2 separate regions of the Mus musculus genome follow, and region 2 is linked to region 1. The links are chromatin contacts, called in public HiChIP or PLAC-seq maps. All regions are on one chromosome and are shown on one strand. Each heading gives the region's core, a stretch centred on a gene start, on an enhancer-like site or on the middle of the called end of the contact. The rest is flanking DNA. Distances are from core to core; before and after follow the strand shown.

The links. HiChIP or PLAC-seq counts read pairs in DNA pulled down with a chosen protein or histone mark.
Region 2: a contact with region 1 is called in an HNF4G HiChIP or PLAC-seq map of pancreatic cancer cells. The contact joins two enhancer-like sites. A contact is called at or near these places in 1 of 484 Hi-C or Micro-C datasets (nephron progenitors), 2 of 115 datasets of contacts at active chromatin or transcription factors (embryonic stem cells and pancreatic cancer cells) and 3 of 9 other capture datasets (adipose tissue, liver and pancreatic islet).

The regions. Positions count from the first base shown.
Region 1 is chr1:51,746,197-51,749,270 of GRCm38.p6, reverse strand. No RefSeq gene overlaps it. Among named protein-coding and RNA genes, the nearest start is that of Gm31636, 130 kb to the right of the region's middle. Within about 2 kb of position 1,595, at least 133 of the 459 cell types and tissues checked have an H3K27ac peak or open chromatin away from gene starts, as enhancers often do. A contact at or near this core is called in pancreatic cancer cells and pancreatic islet, where this site is marked.
Region 2 is chr1:51,854,952-51,858,025 of GRCm38.p6, reverse strand. All of the region lies in intron 3 of Myo1b (myosin IB), which reads left to right. Among named protein-coding and RNA genes, the nearest start is that of Myo1b, 59 kb to the left of the region's middle. Within about 2 kb of position 1,620, at least 45 of the 459 cell types and tissues checked have an H3K27ac peak or open chromatin away from gene starts, as enhancers often do. A contact at or near this core is called in pancreatic cancer cells and pancreatic islet, where this site is marked.

The DNA of each region.
Region 1 (3,074 bases), core at 346-2,845:
CCCCAATTGCACTGGGCCCAAAGTATGAGATGGCTTGGTAAATTTTCCCACTACATTTCCAGATTGTCCACTGGGGTGCTTTGCAACAGTAGCATTCAGCAAAGGTAAACAGTTTCTATTTAGTCCTAAACAACACTGTGAACAGGCTTAGAAGACCTTATTTACAGGGGAACTAGGGGGATATTTTTCATATGCCTTCTGTTACATTGCTCTATCAAGTTCTCTTGGTCACAGAACTCACTCTATATGAACTGTGCCTTTACGTGTTAGAAAACCCTTGCTTCCTTGTGTATGAAGGTGGAGAGTAATCCCAGTTCATGGGACGATGAAAGGGATTGATGAGAGTAAATATTCAGAAATTTTCGATTTAGAGTATTAATCCCTCGGTCCTGGGGTTAGACTGTTTCTCAAAAGAACCCCAACTCTGAGAACCACCAAGGAAAATACTGGAGTCACCTTGTATCAATACAACTTGCTAGGTTTTAAAACCTTCTTCTGCCAAGTTTAGTAGTGCACACCTTTAATTCCAGCACTTTGAGGTAGAGGCCACTGGGTCTCTGAGTGCGGGGCCAGTAATGAGGTCCTGTTTCAAAATTTAAAACCTCTGTTGTCTGTGCAGAAGTTGGCACATGACTGTTACTGGGCCCTTTAGGGAATGTCACTGATCTCTGCATTGGAGAGAGAAAGTATGTCGTGGCACTCAAATTCTGAGACACCCTGGCCAGGCCACATAGCCCCAGCCTGTTCCTGAGTGTCACTCAGAAGTTTCTTCAGCCCTGAAGTGACTCCTGGGAGTTATTAATAGATGCTGTGCTGAGAAACCAGACAATAGGGATCCAGGGCATAGTTGCTACTGTGGGGAGTGGACTAACAGAGTTACTCTTTACAAATTGCTGCCAACACTGTGTGAAGAAGGAATGTGGAGATACATAGATGCGCTCTAGAAAACTGATTCCTGTATTTATGTCAGACTTTTAGAATGTCTCTGATTTATCTCCAGGGGTGATGGTCTGTATTGTAAGAGCAAAAAGTAGCCCAAGTGTTCTCATGAAGCATGCCCTCATCATCGAGGGTTCTCCTGCAGTCTAAGACAATGAAGCCTTTTACTTCCATATCATTTCAGTAGTGTGCTGATGTCTCTAAAACCCGTGGAATTAAATATTCTGATAACTAAAGCATAGCTTAAAATGCTCTTAGAACAATATAATTGTTCTTTAATCTCTCTTTAAATAACGGGTAAGGTATTTCATAGCTTTGGTGAAATTTTAGGTAACAAGTCTTCCCTTTAGTGGAGGGCTAAGTGGCTTCCTTGTTGAGTCTCTTAAGGGGTCTTGAGCCTGTGTGTTTAAGTTGGATGTTACATTTTTGTAAATACTACAACATTCAGTTCACTAAAACAGGAATAGACGAGTGGAAGGGAAAAGAAGGAAAAAGCCGTTTGGCTCTTCTGTCCTGGTGCAGTGCAGCTATAAGTCATGGAGATTCTTTGAGGAGCTGTGGCTTCTGCTTTGTTGCTGCCTCTGCATCTGATCCTAACACTCTTCTGTCTCTCCCGGGAGGGAGGCACGCCTCGTGAGTCAGCATTCCTTTCTGCTCTCAACAGCCACGCAGGAGAAAGACGGACGGCTTGTTTCAAGCACATTTCCTCCGGTCCTTGGAGGGTTCGCCTGTCTCCTTCCTGGTTTGAAGATCATTTCCAAATGATGTGGAATTAGTCACAACGTAGCATAAGCCATAACCATGCTTTCTCATTAACTTTTCCGCTGTTGTGGTGGCCAGATTCCCCTCAGCTCAGTTCCATAAAATTCAGCAGAAGCCTAAACAAGTTTGGGTTTGGTTTTTTTTGTTTGTTTGTTTTGTTTTGTTTTTTGGTTTTTTTTTTTTTTTTCCTTTTGGAGATGAGAGTTCTTCAGCAATTAATAAATCGGGCATGTTAGCTTAAAGTAGTTCTTGGAATGCCGTACATAGAGAAAGGTATACATTGAAGTAACCACAACCTGTAACACTCAGAACAGGCTCTGGGATACAGCACCCAGAAACTTCACCCCAATCAAAATTCTCCACTGATGGAAATGTCGTCTTTTAATACAGTAAGCTTTCCCATTTTCAAGTGAGATCTTGTAAGAGCTCAACATGACGGAGGTCTGCGAGTGCATGTGTGCGTGCGTGCGTGCGTGCGTGCGTGCATGCGTGCGTGCGTGACCCAGTTTAATCTCCTGGCTGCTGCACTTTGGGCTGTTGTGAATGTGAGTATGTGCACGGATCCCTGCTGACTAACTACCTCAGAACAGCTGGATCAGAGCTGTGGTGACTCTCAAAGCTGATTTCTGAAGAATCTGCTCTGGGAAGGGGCTGCTGCACCTGATAGTGACCGTCTTTAATTCTGGCTCTGGTGATCCCTGCTTGTCATTTGTGCTTTCTGATCACTAAAAAGCTTCCTTGCCTGGTCAGTATTATCCAATTAGATGCTCTGGCAGAGTCCCTAGTTAAGCATTTTGGTCAGTTTTCCTGTTGGCTGCTTTTCCTTTGTATTGGTGAGCTCCTGGTGATGACGTGTCTTCTCACAGTCTGTGGCTACTTTTCTGTGGCCTGATCAGGGCCTTTTGGTGCACAGAGATTCTTCTTAATGGAGTCTAATTACCAGCTCTGACTAGAGCTTGGTTTCCTGTTTAAGAGACACTTGCTTACCTAAGATTATCAATGTTTTCTTCTCCTGTGACATTTAGGCCATCAGTCGGGTTGGAATTGATTTTTTTAATGGTATAGACCGTCAAGACTTGTGTTTGCTTTTCCCGCCACCCCCAGTGAATACCCAGCAGGCAGCACCTTTTGTTGAAAAGGCCAACCTTTCCCACCCCACCCCGTGTGTCTACATCCTTGCATCTGTTGTTCTGTGTCCACATTGTCACTGTATAATATAGTCCTTTAAAAGGGGCGTTCATAACTCTTAGTCATCTTCAGTTGTTCTGACAGGAAAATGGATTAAAACTGACAAGTATGCTAATTAAATGAACAAATCATGTACATAATTTCAAATATAGGAAATAGGAATCGTTCATCTTCTAAAATTATGA
Region 2 (3,074 bases), core at 371-2,870, 110 kb before region 1:
TACTGGCTGGTTTTGTGTCAACTTGACACAAGCTGGCGTTATCACAGAGACAGGAGCCTCCCTTGAGGAAATGCCTCCATGAGATCCAGCTGTAAGGCATTTTCTAAGTTAGTGATCAAGGGTGGGAGGGTCCATTGTGGGTGGTGCCATCCCTGGGCTGGTAGTCTTGGGTTCTATAAGAAAGCAAGGTAAGCAAGCCAGGGGAAGCAAGCCAGTAAATAACACCCCTCCATGGCCTCTGCATCAGCTCCTGCCAGTGTGGAAGTGTAAGTTGAATCAACCCTTTCCTCCCAAACTTGCTTCTTGGTGATGTTTGTGCAGGAATAGAAACCCTGACTAAGACAGGGGCATTTAGTCAGATGTCATGAACCATGATGAAAATTTTCATTTTTATCAGAAGGCAATATGTTCTTATAGTGCCCTTGACCCTGAGTATTTTTAGGTGGTTCGTTTTGTTCATTCTGCCCAAGAGCCTCTTGAAGGCAGTCTGTATCATGCTACTGTCAGAACCCGCCCTGATGGGCACAGTCCAGGACAGATCGGAATCACATCCTCCTTGAATTGGGATAAAGTTGTGTTGTTCATATCACAGTAAGATTTGCAAGCACTATTTGAGGTAAGCCATCTTTCCATTTTGTAAGTAGAAATTTGAAAATTTAGAAAAAAATGATTTAAGGCTTTGAATTTTTTCTTATTATCCTCACCTAAAAAAAAATCAGAAGTCATTAGTTGGGAGAGTTTAGGTGGTGCTAGTGTCAGTCACACAGACATGTCTCTGTGACCTTTGACCCCCCTGTTTGCATCAAACTGAGTCTTTAGGACTGCATGCCTCCAGCTTGACATAGCAAGGTTGCCTGTGTGTCCTGAGTACTCGGTTGGCCTGTCATTTTATTGCACTCCAGTCGAGCCAGGTAAATGCTATCAAGAACATTCTGATCATATCTCAGAATGTGGAGATGACGAAGTTGGGCACACAGAGCTTAGGTTAAGGGTCCTCTGCAAGAGACCTGGCCGCTGTCCTTTTACATGATCAATATTTTTCCTATGGCACAGCATGAAAGCTGTGATTGTGATAGTCTTTATAGTATGAACTCTCGGGTATGACCTGTATTTTTGGTTGGTTGGATAAGTGGCATAGAGAGAGATTTTTTTTTTCCTGAGGAGCGTGGGCGTGGGTCAGGTGATTATTGCTGCCCTCATTTTCCTTTCAGAGCAATTGAACCTTTAGTTGTTCTAGTGCCTTCTACTACACTGTATGTAGGAAGATGTTTGTCCTTTCCCGTCTATCACACTGTCTACTTAGCCGCTTTAGAAATGTTATTCATTTACTGAGTAAATATTTGATGAGCACTTACTGTGCTCCAGGCCCTCTCTGAGGTGCTGGGATGCAGCAACAAACAGAACAAAATTCTCATTTTCACTGGGGAGATAACATTTTGACTTAATGTATTTAAAGGCTGAAATCTTGCACACCACCAGCTAGGAGGGGAAAGGGAAGAGGATAGGGAACGGGACTCTAGTGAAAGAAGAAAAAGATGACTTTCAGTCGTAGCCTTACAGTGTATATCTCTGCGGTCACATTCTCTGAAACTGTGTGAACAGGTATGTGGGACTCTGGGCGGAGGTTTTGGCTCTGTGTCTCTGCCGTGCATGCATGACATGTCAGGATGGAATCAGAGTGCTGACTCACTCTCTGTTTTAGACACTTCAGATTAACGTCCCGCTCATAGCAACACCATTTTGAAAATGGCCAAACACCCAGCCTTTAACATTTATACATGGTGGTGTATGTAGGTCATAGGAGGGAGAAGGCAGACATGGTGTTTGCCTTACATCTTTGGAGATCTTTGTTTGGTTCAGAACAACCGGAAATCTCCTCAGAGTTACAGCGTCAATTTTTGCAGTGGCCATGGTTCAAAGGTCAGCTGCTAGCGGAAGAGCTTCTGAGGCTGGGTCCACAGCCAGGCGACCTGGCCTGATGCATATTCCACTTCTACAAAATGCTCTACAAATTGAACTCTCACTTTTGAATCTCAGACCTTTCCCCCAGGCGTCTGCTACCTTCCTGGGACTACTTAGTTTTAAAATTACAATTATTTATTTTACTTAGGGGGAGGCATGGCGTGGCAGTCTGAGAACAGCTTCCAGGAAATCAGTTCTCTCCAGAAACTGAACTTGGTCATCAGGGTTGCTGGCAAGTGCTACAGAGCCATCTCGGTGTCCTGCCTGGAGCTGCTTTTCAAACAGTTCCTTTTCAGGGATGTTGTTTGGTCTTAGAGGGAGACCACAGTTAATTATTTGTTCTTTCAGACTTTGAAGCTTTTCAAGTCAGTGGGATGCCAGCCAGATACGTTTGTCGTAAAAATTATAGTGATGTAAGAATGTATCTGTCAGTAGAAACTCTCTAGTATGTCTAGGAAGTCCCAGAGTCCTTACCTTAATTGTAGATGCCTGTTGAGACGTTTTATTGTTTCTTGTCAAATGCTCATCTGGCATTTGAAAGGCTTTATCTAAAGGCTGTTTGTAAAGCTGAGCATACATCAGATGTTCACCGCAGCCTAGAGATAGTTTCAGTGATACAATCTCCAAGGTAAAGTTTGGTTCCCAACGAAACAGACTATTTCCTGTCAATGTTGCTGGTCTCTGATGAGACTTGGGAAGTTTTACCTCAGTCTGGGAAAATGCTCCTTTTCATCAGATGAGTGGCCCAAGGCCCCAGCCTCAGAAAGGCTTAGCTTCTTGTTTCCTTGACATCGAGGCAGGTAGAACACTCCCAGGAAGCCCTCCCTCAATGGTATTAGGGAGGGTTCCATTGTTTTTCATCAAAGAAATTTTCTTCTGATCTGTGGGTAGGCCTTGTGTGATAGAATTGGAACTTGTCAGGGTGGGGACTGGCCAACAGTGACCCTGATCCATTTTGGGGAGATGAGCAAAGTGAGTTTGGGGTCTGCACTTGGGAGACTCAGGCCTAAGAGTTGAGTTGAGATGAGCTTACAGGAGCTGAAACCCATGTGAAAGGGAGCAGGCTCCATGATGACAGCCCAAGAAGAGGGCTTGTTGTTACTCTGTGGTTC